2 separate regions of the Oryzias latipes genome follow, and region 1 is linked to region 2. A link is a contact called in public Hi-C data. All regions are on one chromosome and are shown on one strand. The core of a region is the stretch at or near the end of the contact, and the rest is flanking DNA. Distances in the headings are between cores, read along the strand shown.

Region 1 (6,850 bases), core at 3,700-6,199, 460 kb before region 2:
TGTGAAATATATTTTGGTCAGTTTATGGTTACTTTCCTTTAGTAATATCAAAACTGAAGTTTTCTTCCTGTTTTGTGGGATTTAAACTTTTTTTTCCTGTAAAAAACGGAGCTGTAGCCTGAAATATTCACGAAATAGTTTAGATGGTGTTCAAGGTTTGTGTGAGATTAGCAGCTTCACAAATATCAGCTTCCATGACGGAATTCAAGTCAAAATGTTTCTATTTCTTATTTAAACTTGATAGTTACAGTTTTTCATGTTAATTGCATTTGCTACTTTCAAGAACAGAAAATAGACTTCATCCTCTAATTCGTGGATTTTTAATAAATGTAAAGAACATTTTATTATTAACTTAAGAGGAAATCCACACACCAGCCTTTCAAATTAAAAGAGCAGCTGTTTTGTTTTCATCCTAAAGTGGGATAAAGATTTTCTTTTTTATTGATAACTGTTTTTAACCAATAGGAGTCTTATGTGAGGCAGCAGGAAACCGCTCCTCCTGCAGCTTTGTTATACTTCTGCTGGACTAAAGAACAAATATTTGCTCAATGATTCTGTAATTGAAGGAAGGAAACGCCAAAGTGAAGATGCTGCTCTCACAGCCTCTTCTGCTTCTGGACCTCAGGTCTGTCAGGCTCAGCGGCGGTCCTTCCAGACAGGAAGGGGAGGATTTTCTCGAAGAGGAGGATGCAGCTCGCCATGCCTGTAGATGAGATTACAAACAGGAGCGAGCCTTTAAACCCGCCCAGCTCTAAAGCTGCTATACGCAAAGAAAACCTAAAGTTTCCTTCAGGTAAATAAAAAATGACGTCACCTGGAAAAGATTGTGGTTACAAAAGTACAAGCTTTTTCTTGTTTGAACTGTGTTCTTGCCCAAATATGTTCATATTCTAAAGTAAAGTTTATCTTTTAGAAAATCCTGCAGGCAACCTTATGTTTTCTTTAACAACCTGCATGTTTGTACTGGCAACATAAACCCTTCTCTACTGTTTGTGTGATAAACGTTAAACTACAACCGCTGAAGAACCTGAAACAAGGAGGGCTTGAAGCCCCGCCCCTCACCTAAAGCGGGTCCCAGCCAGTAGACGAAGCAGTACTCCAGGTAAGAGTGACCACCGCATGGGAACTGCACAGAGAAGGCCAGGACGGGGTTAAAAACCGCCCCGGAAAGGTTTCCAACTGCAAAAACAAAAGGGAGAGGGAGCCTGCAGTTATTTAAAGAGAGATCATTTTTTTTAAAAAGTCTTCTTTTAAGTTTCTTTTCTGGACCGTTGATCTAAAATATTCAGTTATAGTCTAATATTCCAAATCGTTTTTTTAAAAGCCAAAAAAAAGTTTAAAGAGGCTTCAGTTTCTCAGAATTATGCTTTTCTTTTGTCTTTTAATAAATTAGATTAAAATACTGCAAATAGTTTTACAGATTTCCTACATTTTATCATGAAGATTAAATAGAAAATAACGTCAAGTCATTTTTAAAGCATAAAATACAAAATTCTTGTTGAAAGAAATGTATTCCAACTGTAGAACACGGCAGAGGTGGCATCATGGTTTCCCTGTACTCCCTAAAGAGTCTGCAGGTTCTTAAAAAAAACAAACTAGTTTTAAGGTTGATCAATAAAATTAATATCCAATTAAAGCCGCGGGCGGCATTGTTCAGCCTGCAGGCTTAATGGCTGAGCAGCTCCTACACGCCACTCACTCCGCCCCCGCCACCCAAATTAGAGCTGCACGTAACACACAGACTTCTCAGAATAGTGGCATTTCTGTTGGTTTTATCTCCATAGCAACCATTTTATTTTGGGGTCACCTGGTGGTTACCAGCTGGTCTTTGTCATTTTTAATAGAATCGGCAAAAGTACATTTTTGGAATTTCTTGGCAACGCAGGTTTTTGATCACCACGCCCTCATTCTTAATATGTTCATATTGTACGTCATGCTGTTTTGTTTGGCTTCAGACAGAGATTCATGTTTTCAACTTTGACAATATTCCGGTAAAAGATGTGTGAGCGACAGGGACACGACACTTTAGCAAGCTAGCCACGCTAACAGCTCTCAAAAACTACAAACCTCCCCACAGTGAACCTTTCTTATAATGCTCAAGGTGTTTGGGGGCGATTGATCCAAATTCCTAAGTATTTGAATAAGTAGGCGGGTCCTATTTTTTTTATCATTCAAGATGGCGGCCTCTTCCCAAGGTCAACAAAACTTTGTGGTTGTAGACTTGACCTGGGGGGTATTCCAGAAAGCAGGTTATGCTAGCTCCCCCGATATGTTTGAGGCTAAGGAAGTTGATAACCTCAGCTTTTGGTTCCAGAAATGGAGGTATGTTTCAGGGTAGGTCAAGTTACCATGGCAACTCATGCTCTGAACATAACCTGGTCTGGAGCAGGTTTAGTTGAAGCTTAGTTTGTTTACAGAGAGGTGAAGCAGCATGGCGTGTCCATTTGAAGATGATTTAGTGGATGAAGAAGCTCAGATAATACTTTTTCCACCATGAGAGGGCGATAAGACCACATATGGATGTTGGAAAGATAAACTTTTTTACTTTGATCTAACTTAATTATTTGCTTCAGTTAAGATAAATCATTTTTTTTGTTAGGTCACCTTAAAAATAACACGTAGTTTTCAGACAATTATTTTCCTTTCGTTCAAATTAATTCAATTAAGTAGGTGTAACTTTGGTGCTGCCGTTAGATCGGCACCGCAAGGGATTCTGGGATATCATTCCCTTTGCCTGTCTGGACGGATTTGGGTTTAAGTGTGGGTTTTTTACAAAATGTGTTTAGTTGTATAGCTGTTTTACTGTGTTTCACCGTGTTTTGCCGAGCTATTTTGTCCTACTATGCTTACGTCTCTGCACCATGAGTGAGAGTAAGGGAGAGGATGATGAGTTTATATAGCACCACTACCACATAAATGTGTTATGACAGTGATGGAAAATTCTTTAATGAATTTTTGCACTCCGTGCATTTTTTTCCGTTCTTTTTATTGTTATAAAAATGAGCATATCTGCCGGCTCAAACTTAGACATATGAAAGTTCAAGAAATACAAGGAATTAAGATGGAAAAAAGATTAATGGAGTAATGTGACATTTAGTTAGATAAATACGTAAATTTGAGTTGTATAAACAATTATTGAGTTTGAATTAATTTAACTAAATTATTTAAATTATTTTTCAGCCATGTTACTTTTTTGATGGACTTGTAATTTTTTTCCGCCGTCATTAAAATCTCAGTATCACGAGCCAGTTTAGCTCGTGCTGGTTTACGGCGCCTTCCGTCCGTGAAACCCGGGTTCGAATCCGGGCTCCTCCCTGTTCCCTTCTCTACCTCTAGCCCGGTTTGAGAAGGTTGCGTCAGGAAGGGCATCCGGCGTAAAACATTGCCAAATTTACCATGCGACTCGTTTGCTGTGGCGACCCCTGATGGGAGAAGCCGAAAGTGGAAGAAGATTAAAATCTCAGTATCTCACTTAAGTACAGCGCTTTCTTTTTTTTTCACCTCGCGTTTCCATGGTGACTCCAGAGATCGGCGATCTATTGAGAATGTCTTTATGTACCGTGCGTTAACCCACGGTTACCAAGTCGAGCGTAATTACGCCAACTCATATCCGGTCTTTTGGAACCGACATACCCAGAGTTAGCAAGTTCAGGCAGATTTCAGCCAGAGTTCGGGCTTAAAGTCAGGCTAGTTTAAACATGCTTCCTGGAATACCCCCCTGGTGGCAGGTTTGTGAAATTTTGTGAAGATCGCACAAACAAACAAACGCTTTTCCCATATTGTGCAAAAAGAAAAAAAAATCAACAAATTTCTATTGCCAAAAAATGGCCGCTAAACCGTTGTTCCAGTGGCCATCCCATAATAATTTCAAAAGTTGCTTTGGAAGGCTCCTACACATGTTTTTGGTTGTGTTAGAGGATTTATAACATTTATTTCGAGCCCCATAGGAGGTTTTGGCGTCCATTCACACTTTTTTTAATGGTTTCTCCCGCCGTGACGTCATCATTTTTAAGGGGGGAGCGGTCGTTCTGACTGTAGGCTAACTAAAGTAACCTCATTAGTAATGGACTCTATTCAAAACAACAAACCTATTTAAGCATGAGCCATTAAAACAACCACTTATTTGATATATTCTTTGAATTTGACTTTAAAAAGTATAAATACTATTTTGTATAGTACTTCTTTGGCCGCTTCAGCGCACCTGCGTAAACGGCCACCGTCACCACACCGGCGATCACGTGCACTCTGAGCTTCTCGTCCACTTTGTGCGCGTGCATGACCGCCGCCTGGAAGGCAAAGGCGCAGGCCAGCTCCGCGCCCGCCGCCTCCAGCACAGTCCCGCCGAGCGGGTCGAAGCACCTGAAGCCGAACTTCTGGTGCCGGGTGTGGCTGTCGGACAGACCCAGCGACCACACGGACCGGGCGAAGAACCGCGCGGCTAACGCGGCTCCGAACTGGCACGCGACGACCCGCGCAGCAACTTTGACGCTGGAAGTGCCGCGACAAAGTTTCTCCAGCGCCGCTGCGGGGTTACACGTCGCTTCCCGGAACGTCATCACGTGGACAACCGTCATCATGTAGGTGAGGGTCAAACCCAGCACCGGTTCCTGCTGCGCCACCTCCCCCAGCAGCTTGAGTTCGTGGGTGCAGCAGCAGAGCTGGAAGGTGGACACCGCCTCCAGCAGGTAAATCCAGCCAGCCCCCGTGAGGACACGCGCCCCCACGCGCCGGAGCGTCTCACAGAGGAGGACCGCAGCGCACAGCACCGCCACAGAGGCCCACGCGTCCGTCATGACTGCAGACGGTCCCCCGAGATGTGGGAATGTGTCAAAGTCCAGCAGGTTGTCCGCGCGCCGCCTCTTCAAAGCGAAGCTGCCAAGAGACGTGGAAGTTCAATCCTTCAAAATAAAAGACGTTGTTCCTGTCAAGGTAAAAGATACGACGGAGTTTTAGCCCCCCCCCCCCCCCCCCCCCCCAAAAAAAAGTTGCAGTAGTCCAGTGCAGCAGCCAGTGAACGCTGCGCAGCAGCAGAGCAGACCGACTTAACTCAATGGAACAGGTGAGCTGAATGTTTATTGATAAAGTTCCAAATGTTTGGAAGCTCATTTGTTTGATTTGATAAGTTCTTGAATATATGGATAGAATTTTGACAACACTATAGTTTACTGATAATGTTTATTTTAAAAAAATCACAGTGAAACATTCCGTTTTTGTTGAATAAAAAGTACTAGATATTCAAAACTTGTTTTCCTTAACTCAACAAAATGCTATGAAAATAAAAAGCATATTTACACGTATTTATTCAAATCTTAAATAAATCGGACCCCCAACTTCTGATCTGTAATTAACTTGTTGTTATGCCCCCTTCTGACTCTACGGGTACCTAGGGGGGCATAACATAAAGTTATGTTTTGGCTACCAATTTTATTCATTCATTCATTCATTCATTCATTCATTCATTCATTCATTCATTCATCTTCTTAACCGTTTATTCCCTTTCGGGGTCACGGGGTTGCCGGAGCCTATCCCGGCCACTTGGGCGAAGGGAAGGGACTTACCTGTACAAAGGAAAAGAGAGAAAACAAAGACAAACACTAACCTCACTGAACTAACAAAAACAGAAAAAATGTTCTAAATAAAATGGCAGTTCACCCCTACAGCTTCCCTTAACATAACTACAAACCAAAAGACTAAACAGAGTGGGCACAAAACCACAAAAAACTACAAAATACCAAAACACAACACTAAAGTGCAACACACAACAAAACAGGTGGAGAATAAAACAAAATGGAGAAGTGGGCCAAGCATCAATGGAGACTGGTTGCAGCCAAACTCCCTTCTCATGGTCTGGAGGTCCATGTGGTGCTTTTACCCCCTATGCTATTCTATGACCCCCCCCCCCCTTGCATTGACGTGTTCTCCCTACCATGACAAAGGTGGATAAAGGTGGAAAGATTTCATGTAATCCATGGACACCAGTGAAGATCACAAATCATTGAAGAAAAAAGGTTCAGAGCACTGTCTAGTGGGGGGGTTGGCAACCCGTGGCTCAGGAGCCGCATGCGGCTCTTTAGCGCTGTCCTAGTGGCTCCTTGGAGCATTTTCAAAAATGTTTGAAAATGTAAAAAGATGGGGGAGAGAAATATATATTTTGTTTTAATGTGGTTTCTGCAGGAGGAACAACAAGACAAACATTCTTAACGTTTTCCAATACTGTAAGAATGTGTAGAATAAATATTGTAACGCCCAGCAGGAACGTCACTTGTAGCGGGAAATACGGGAGCCAAGCTGTCAAAAAGTTGAGCTGTCAATCAACTGGCTACGCTGGAGGTTTGTCCGTGTCCCAAACACCGCACGACTCCGAACAGTCTGAGAGTAGGAGGCAGAAAGAGAAGCTGAAAGCGCAGTCTCCTTTCCAGCATTTAAAGCCCATTATTATTTTGAACACACACCACATTGAACATTGCACAGGCGTCATCAACCTCTCCCCCTCCCACACATCGGCAGGTGGCTGATGGAAATCGATGAAGTTGAAAGCAAATATTCTGATCTCCTGCTACACAACACAGTCCGATGGCTGTCCAGGGGTGAAGTTTTGTGTCGCTTTGTCGTCTGTTTAGAACACGTGAAAATATTCCTGAAAAGCATAAACCTTAACTACCCGCAACTGGAAGATGCTGGAAAAGCTGCACGTTTCGGTGGATATGACTGACAGGCCACCTAAACGAGCTGAATGAAAGTCTCCAGTGGCGGGAAAACTCTGCGCCGCAAATGCTTGAATCTGTTCTGTCATTCAAGCTGACCGTCATGGGGCACGCACGTTCCATTTTATTGTTTTTTGTTCGAATCC
Region 2 (6,922 bases), core at 1,566-4,065:
TTGAACGACAGCATTAAAGTTATAAACTTTATCAGGTCAAGGCCACTTAATGCACGTTTGTTCCGCAGCCTCTGTGAAAATACGGGAGCTGAACACACAGAACTGCTCCTGCATCCCGAAGTACGCTGGCTGTCCCGTGGAAGAGTACTGAGCAGGCTGTTTGAGTTGCGAGCTGAAGTTCACACCTTCCTGACAGAGCACGGATCTCCCCATGCCACCATGTTTGAGAACACGGACTGGCTTGCAAAGCTTTGCTATCTGGCAGATATATTCAGGAAACTGAATGAACTGAACATGTCCCTGCAGGGCAAGGACACCAGCATCCTGAACCTGTATGACAAGGTGGGTGGTTTCCTGAAGAAAGTAGAGATGTGGAAAAGGGCATGTGATCAGGAGGATTTCACCTGCTTTCCTCAGTTGGATGTCTTTCTCTCAAATGAGGATGTGGCGACAGCTCCGGTGAAGTTAGTCATAGTGGGACATTTGGCTAACTTGATCAGTGGTTTTCACTCCTACTTTCCTGACATGGATGAGAAATCTGTGCAGCTGGATTGGGTGAGAAACCCATTTCTCTTGTCTGAAGCAAACAGAAGCAAGCTTCCTGTCACTCATCAGGAAAAACTGATGGAAGTATCATCTGACCGTGGCCTGCAGATGAAGTTTGGTGCATCCACTCTCACACAGTTTTGGCTGTGTGTGAGGCAGGAGCACCCTGAGCTGGGACAGAAAGCTTTGGAGCAGCTGCTACCGTTTGCATCCACATATTTATGTGAGGCCTCCTTCTCAGCAATGATGCTGATCAAAACGAAGCAAAGAAACAGACGGTGCCTGGAGAAGAGCTTGATCACTGCAGTTGCCTCCTTGCCACCAAGAATGACAAAGATCCTCAGTGAGGTGCAAGCTCATATTTGTCATTGAATTGTATTGAGTACATTTTTTTCCTGTTCATAAATCAATGCCTGTTACATGTTGTTCAATTCAAGTCAAATGTTCAATGCAAAGTGATTCACATGCAATCTTCTTTTTTTTATCCTTAAAGAGTTAACATTAATTATTATTTGTGAGCAAATCTTTATTTATTAAGTTAATTTATTTTGTAAACTAAATATTATTTATTTATTATTAAGTTATAGATTTATTTCTGTGAACAGATTTTTGTTATTCATGTATATTATTTATTTTATTTATTATTAGCAGCATTTTGCACATTTGAGTTTTAACTGGTTTTATGCCTTCTGGTGGTCAACGTCTTCTGTTTTTCTTTTTTGTTTGTACATGCAATGTTTGCCATATGAATGTTTTTGTCAGGTTCACTGTTGTTTGGCTTGAATAAATTTGACTTTACAGCACTGTACCTCTTTTTTCTTCCAAAAATGTTTTGCCCGTGTCAGGGGGGACTTGACTAAAAATATATTTCTAAGGGGGTACATCACTGAAGAAAGTTTGAGAACCACTGATCTAAGAGAACACTGAAAAAATTTGCGACAGATTAACTAAAAAAGAAAAAATTAAAAGTTATCCATATTGTACTTTAACATGGAAAAACATCTTTGGGGGTTTCAGTAATTATGAAAAGAAACTTTCGTCTCAATTTTGGTTCATAAACCTCCTGATTTGGTTACACAAGTATTTTATTCACAAACTAAATTTAGCAATAAAGCTCCCAAATTGTTTTGATTTATTGGCCCAAATTAGATTTCACTTACACTCCATTTCCCCAAGTGCAAACAAAACAACAAGTAAGACACGTCATTTTGCGTTCAATAAAGTTCTTTAAAAAAAATACAAACATTGATCCACGGATGTGAGGGGGCTCCCTCTAGCGGCGCAAGAGGGGTATGACTAGTTCTTCTGAGACATTTATTTCAGAATAAATTAACTTTTTTCCCCCTCCAAATTCAAAGCATGAAACCGGAAACCTATCACTGCTGCATCCCTTTGTTAACCCCTTGTGCTAACCTATGACCCCACCCTTACATTGACGTGTTATCCCTACCAGGTGAATAAAGGTGGAGATGATTTCATTTACCATCTAGTGGGGTCTAGATGACCCAACTCCCAAAAGTGCCTAGGATAGCACAAGGGTTGAAGGGAACAGGAAACTGACGTCATTACCTGCCCAGTTAAAAAAACTTTCAGCCAAATTCTAGACTAATTATTTTTAATCCTCCATTTCTTCTCATTTTCTTTGTTAATCCATAAAGGTTTTGAGATTTTTCTTTTACACGAAGCATTTTTTCAACATGATTTTACTTTATATCATTTTCTACATTCGAGTCACCGTGTTCTCCACATTATTTCTTAAGGAGCTGATGTGAAAATGATTCTGTTCAGATGAAAAAAAACAACAGAAATTCCTGATTTTTTTTGTTTTAAACAATTAAAGGTTACATTCTTTTATTTTTCTTGAAAACAAAAAAGCAATTAAAACCTGTAGACTTAACTAGCATGTTAGGGTGTAACTGTTTAAATTTTTTATTAGCTGCTGTTTCATCATTGAACATCAGACACAGATGAACCGATGTCTTGAAAAAAAACGGTTTCAGCCACAGATCGAGTTCACCGTCGATTAAACGCTGCCCTCTAGTGGCAAAGAAGAGGAGAAGGACGACAGCTGGCACACAATGGTTGGACATGTTTAATTGGAGGTTTAACGTTAGTTCCATGCCGTGGTTCTTGTGGTTCCGGTGAGAACATTCAGTAGTACAAACCGGGTTCCTGTTACAACGTACTGAACAGAAGAGAGGAGGTGAAAGGAGGTGCCGGGAGAGCACAGATGCAGCCGGCCAGACCCGCATCACATGACATGGGAGCCCCGCCCCCTCCCCTCCCATGCAGAAGCGGCGTCCTAGCTATCTGCCTTCAACTAAAGCGCTGCAGCCGTCCAGTGACGGATGAGGGGAGAGGCGGAGCTTCTGGAGTCCCTGACTAAAGGTGAATGCTGAAGAACCACAAAGTAAGGGAGCACGCTCGGCTCTTCCTGAACGCGTCCTGTCAGCCGACGGCGTGGGCGAGACGCCGCTCGGGGGAAAAAAAAAAAAACACTTGCACGGGACAAACCCGGCTTCGTCTTTAAATAAACTCTTGCATGTTCGTTACAAATACAGGCAAGCGCGCTTGGCAACAGATGAGAGAGCAGAGTCAAATATAAACGGTATAAGAGGACGTGGACGCTAAAGGGGGCGGGGCTCCGGGAAAGGTCAAACCCCGGGAGGCGGAGACCAGGCGGCCCCGGAGAGGACAGACGTGCAGGTGAGGAGACAGGTACGAACAGGTGAGAGAAGGGTTAGAGGAGACGAAGCTGCGACTGAGGGTCGGGGGGGTGGGGGGGGGAGGGCTAGTGCTGCGAGGAGATGAGGAGGAGGAGGAAGAGGAGGTCTGGTTCAGTCTCACTGGGCTTCTTCCTCTGCGTCTGGAGCTGCTTCTTTGTTCTGTTCTTCACCTGAGAGGAGAACACAGAACATGGTGAAGCTGCAGCCGGACATCCCATAATTCAGTGGAGAAAAGGTGCTGAATCAGCTGTGGATCACAGAACAGGTGGTGTTTTTTTTTTGGGTGGAGTGGGGGGGTCTTTTAGAATCAAACCTTCCTGTTGTTTCCTGCTGAAGTTGTGATGCGTTCAAAGACCAAACGTTTGCTGTGTCAACGCCAGCTTCCCCGTTCGACCGTTCTCCTTCAAACTGAAGTTCTTTCAAGCGGAGAAGTGAGTAAAAGTTTAGGAACCCAAACCGATACGGAAGTGAGAGTTCCTGCGGTCCATGAAGGCAGCGTGAGCCTGGCAGAGCAAATCAGTCCAACCAAAGCTGGACTCCGTCTGACCTCTGACCTCCGCAGTCCAGTAACAGCAGAGGGTCTAAAACGGGTTTAAACTTTCAAATGTCAAAAAGGGGGAAAAGTGATCCGAAAACAATCCTGCCTACCAACTGCTGCCGACACATATTAGCTTCTTATCGACACAAACACAACTAACCCGGGTGAGCTGCTGTCTGAAGCAGACCAAACTAGTCCAGAACCTTTTCAGAGCAGAAGGAACACAAACCTTTATGAGCAACAGCCGCTTTCATCATCGGTTACAGCGATTTCAAAACCAGCACAAACTAAATGAAAACTAAATTCAGGTTTATTTCTTTACGTCGGCTAAAGTTCTTTCGCACAACCTCTGGAGAGAAACTGAAACCTGACCGGTAGGTAGAAGACCCAAAGACCCACCAACGTGCAGCTTGCTAACACGCGGGTTTCTAGCAGAACCTGGACTTGTTCGGAGTCCGTCACCCTGCTGCTCTGTGGGTCCAGTTTCAACCAGTTGGTTAAAGTCAAGCAGTGTTTAGTGAACGGGGGTTAACCAGCTGTTTCATCCGCGACAGGAAGTTTGGGTTTTTCCACCAAATGAATGGATCTGAACTGCAGTTGAAGCTTCCGTCTCATCGATTCTTCTCAACGTTTACTTCAATCCACAAACATTTACAGAGGAAGCAGCTGATGAAACCGACGCGGCGCTGTGAGGAGGTCAGCGAAGGAGGTGTCAGGGAGGTGAGACAGGAGCGAAGGAGGTGAGGAGGCTCAAGGCAGGAAGGATGACTTACAAAAAAACACCGGTGTTACTGAGGAGGAGAATCCTTAAGAATCTGACAGGAATGAGAGGAAGATGAGGAGTTAGAGGACAGAAGAGGAAGGTGGGACTCAGGAGAAACCAGAAGAAGAATTGGAAGCAGAGCTGCAACGTCTGGACGAAGCTCCAGAGGAGCAGTAGTAGAACTGAAGGGTTCTCTCACCGTCTCCCTGTATGTCTGAGGTCCATAGTGTCAAGTTGTCGCGTAGCAACTGCATGATAAGTGTCGAGTCTTTATAGCTTTCCTCGCTCAGCGTGTCCAGTTCTGCTATGGCGTTGTCGAAGGCTTCCTTTGCCAACCTGTCGACACAGAAGATCACCCCTTCAGGAACATCTGGACGACGCTTTCAAAGACCATAAAACTGCCCCCCCATCTCTGGAGGCTTCTTCGGGCCAAACAATCATCACAACAACACTAAAAGAGTTCAGATTGTTCCCACAAAGACACAAATGAGTCCATAGCAACCATAGAGAGGTTTGCATGTCTGGCCCTGATCAAAGTGTTTAGAGGTTTTCGTGTTTCTAAAACAAACTAACATTTGATTTTTTCCTTAGCAACCACCGTTTCCATGGCAACGTGGTTAACACTTTTTTTTTTGCATTTTAAATCCAGACTAGAATCTAAAATATTTTTTCTTAATGCAAATCATAGCTTATGATGACCTCACGCAACCTTGAACCAGCCGATTCCTCGGCGTGATGTCACTTAAACCCAACGTCATGTGACTGGGTTTAAGCTTGAGCTCCAGTGTTGACATAATTCCGACTATGGTAACTCGTCAACCGTTTATTCCAGCCGATTCTGACGCGAAGAAAAGCCACTTCTATACGTAACACAAAGTGTAGCACACAGCCGACACGAAAAGTCGTTTTCTCCACGCCAGAATCAGCTGATTCACGTACAAAAAGGGTGTTACTTGGGTGTCACCGGCGACATCTGCCTTGTCAAATGGGCCGTTTCACAGGGAAATGCGTGTATCGGCTAAAGCTCATGATGTCACAAAGCGGGGCGATGGATGACGTCACTTCCGTGTGAGCAAACTTTGTACACAAGGCTGCCCCCTACGGGCCAGATAGATCTCATCCACGCATTTAAAACGTCACTTTTAGCTTTTCTAAGACATTCCCAGACGCCATGCTGACAGAATTAGACACAAGAATTGAAACTAAATAAAAACATTTGACGAAAAGCCTCACCTGCAAGCCCGGTCCGGTGAGTTGAGGATTTCATAATAGAAGACAGAAAAGTTAAGGGCCAGTCCCAGCCGGATGGGGTGCGTTGGAGGAAGTTCAATCATGGCGATGTCGCTGGCGGCTTTGTAAGCGACCAAACTGTTCTCCGCCGCCTCCTTCCTGTCGTTGCCCGTGGCAAACTCTGCCAGGTACCTGTGGTAATCTCCCTTCCTGAGGGGGGGGGGGGGGGGGGGGGGGGGGGGGACGGGGGGGGACGACACCAAAGGTCAAAGGGATCCGCTTTCTCACGACACGAGGACAGAAGGACCATCACCAGCAGTCAGATTCTGGTTCGAGTCGGGACAAAAGCTCAGTGGCTTGTAGTTCAGCTTCATCTTAGAAGAATTTCAAAATCAAATACAGAAACTCTTTAAAGCAGCAGCGGTTCCTCGAGGTTCTGAGAGTCACTCAAGACCAGAGTTTAAGATCTATTTCACCAGGGATGGAAAGAACTGAGAATGTGTCCTTAAAGAGAAATGTTCTGCTAAAAATAAACAATCAAATACAAGTAAAAGTATAAAGTGGTTTTTCTGCCTTTTTTTCCATCTTCACAGACAGTTTATAAGAATTTTATAATTATGAACATTTAGTAAAAACGAGCAAAACAAATTCCAAATAATTGTGAAAAAAAAGATAACTTACATTTCCTTAAACATGTTAACATTCAGATACTGTGGTAAAAAAAAAAAAAACAGCAAGACTGTAATCATTTTCTTCTCAAACCAATATTTTAGTTTTAAACAAATGTTAACACTTCAAATGATATTTTATGCTTAGAAATAATTGGAGAATGAAGCTCTGAGGTTATTGAAGCGGCGCCCGGAGGATGGTGGATTTGGAGGACCAGGATCGGATCTAGATGATGCATAACTAGAGTTGGGAGAAGGTTCACACATGAAAAGCTGTATCGTTTTGCTCGAGGGTGGGGGCACAGCGCCTCTGCAGATCATCCCATGATAAGAAATGCACATTAACGTCCGTCTGTTTACACCGAGGATGTAAACAACGACAGAACAGAAGCCGCCCGACGACTGAAAGACAAACTGTTGTGTGAGATCTGATCATGAAGCGTCCAGAGTG

The links. A called contact is a pair of places that touch in the nucleus more often than the background predicts.
Region 1: a contact with region 2 is called in a Hi-C map of gastrula embryo, with 6 times the contacts expected there. The contact joins the promoter of LOC101166490 here to the enhancer-like site in region 2. A contact is called at or near these places in 2 of 5 Hi-C or Micro-C datasets (embryo and gastrula embryo).

Annotation. Positions count from the first base shown.
Region 1 is chr14:27,153,842-27,160,691 of ASM223467v1, reverse strand. LOC101166490 (aquaporin-11) reads right to left here and starts at 4,949. Exons shown (of 3, transcript XM_004076841.4): 1 at 4,202-4,949; 2 at 1,063-1,179; 3 at 1-703. The coding sequence starts at 4,793. The coding sequence ends at 597.
Region 2 is chr14:26,688,819-26,695,740 of ASM223467v1, reverse strand. It overlaps LOC101175099 (14-3-3 protein epsilon), which reads right to left. Exons shown (of 7, transcript XM_023962322.1): 4 at 5,807-6,013; 5 at 4,773-4,909; 6 at 4,584-4,625; 7 at 2,616-3,442. The coding sequence ends at 4,618. Among protein-coding and RNA genes, the nearest start is that of LOC111948625, 7.2 kb to the right of the region's middle. Within about 2 kb of position 2,815, at least 2 of the 8 cell types and tissues checked have an H3K27ac peak or open chromatin away from gene starts, as enhancers often do. A contact at or near this core is called in gastrula embryo, where this site is marked.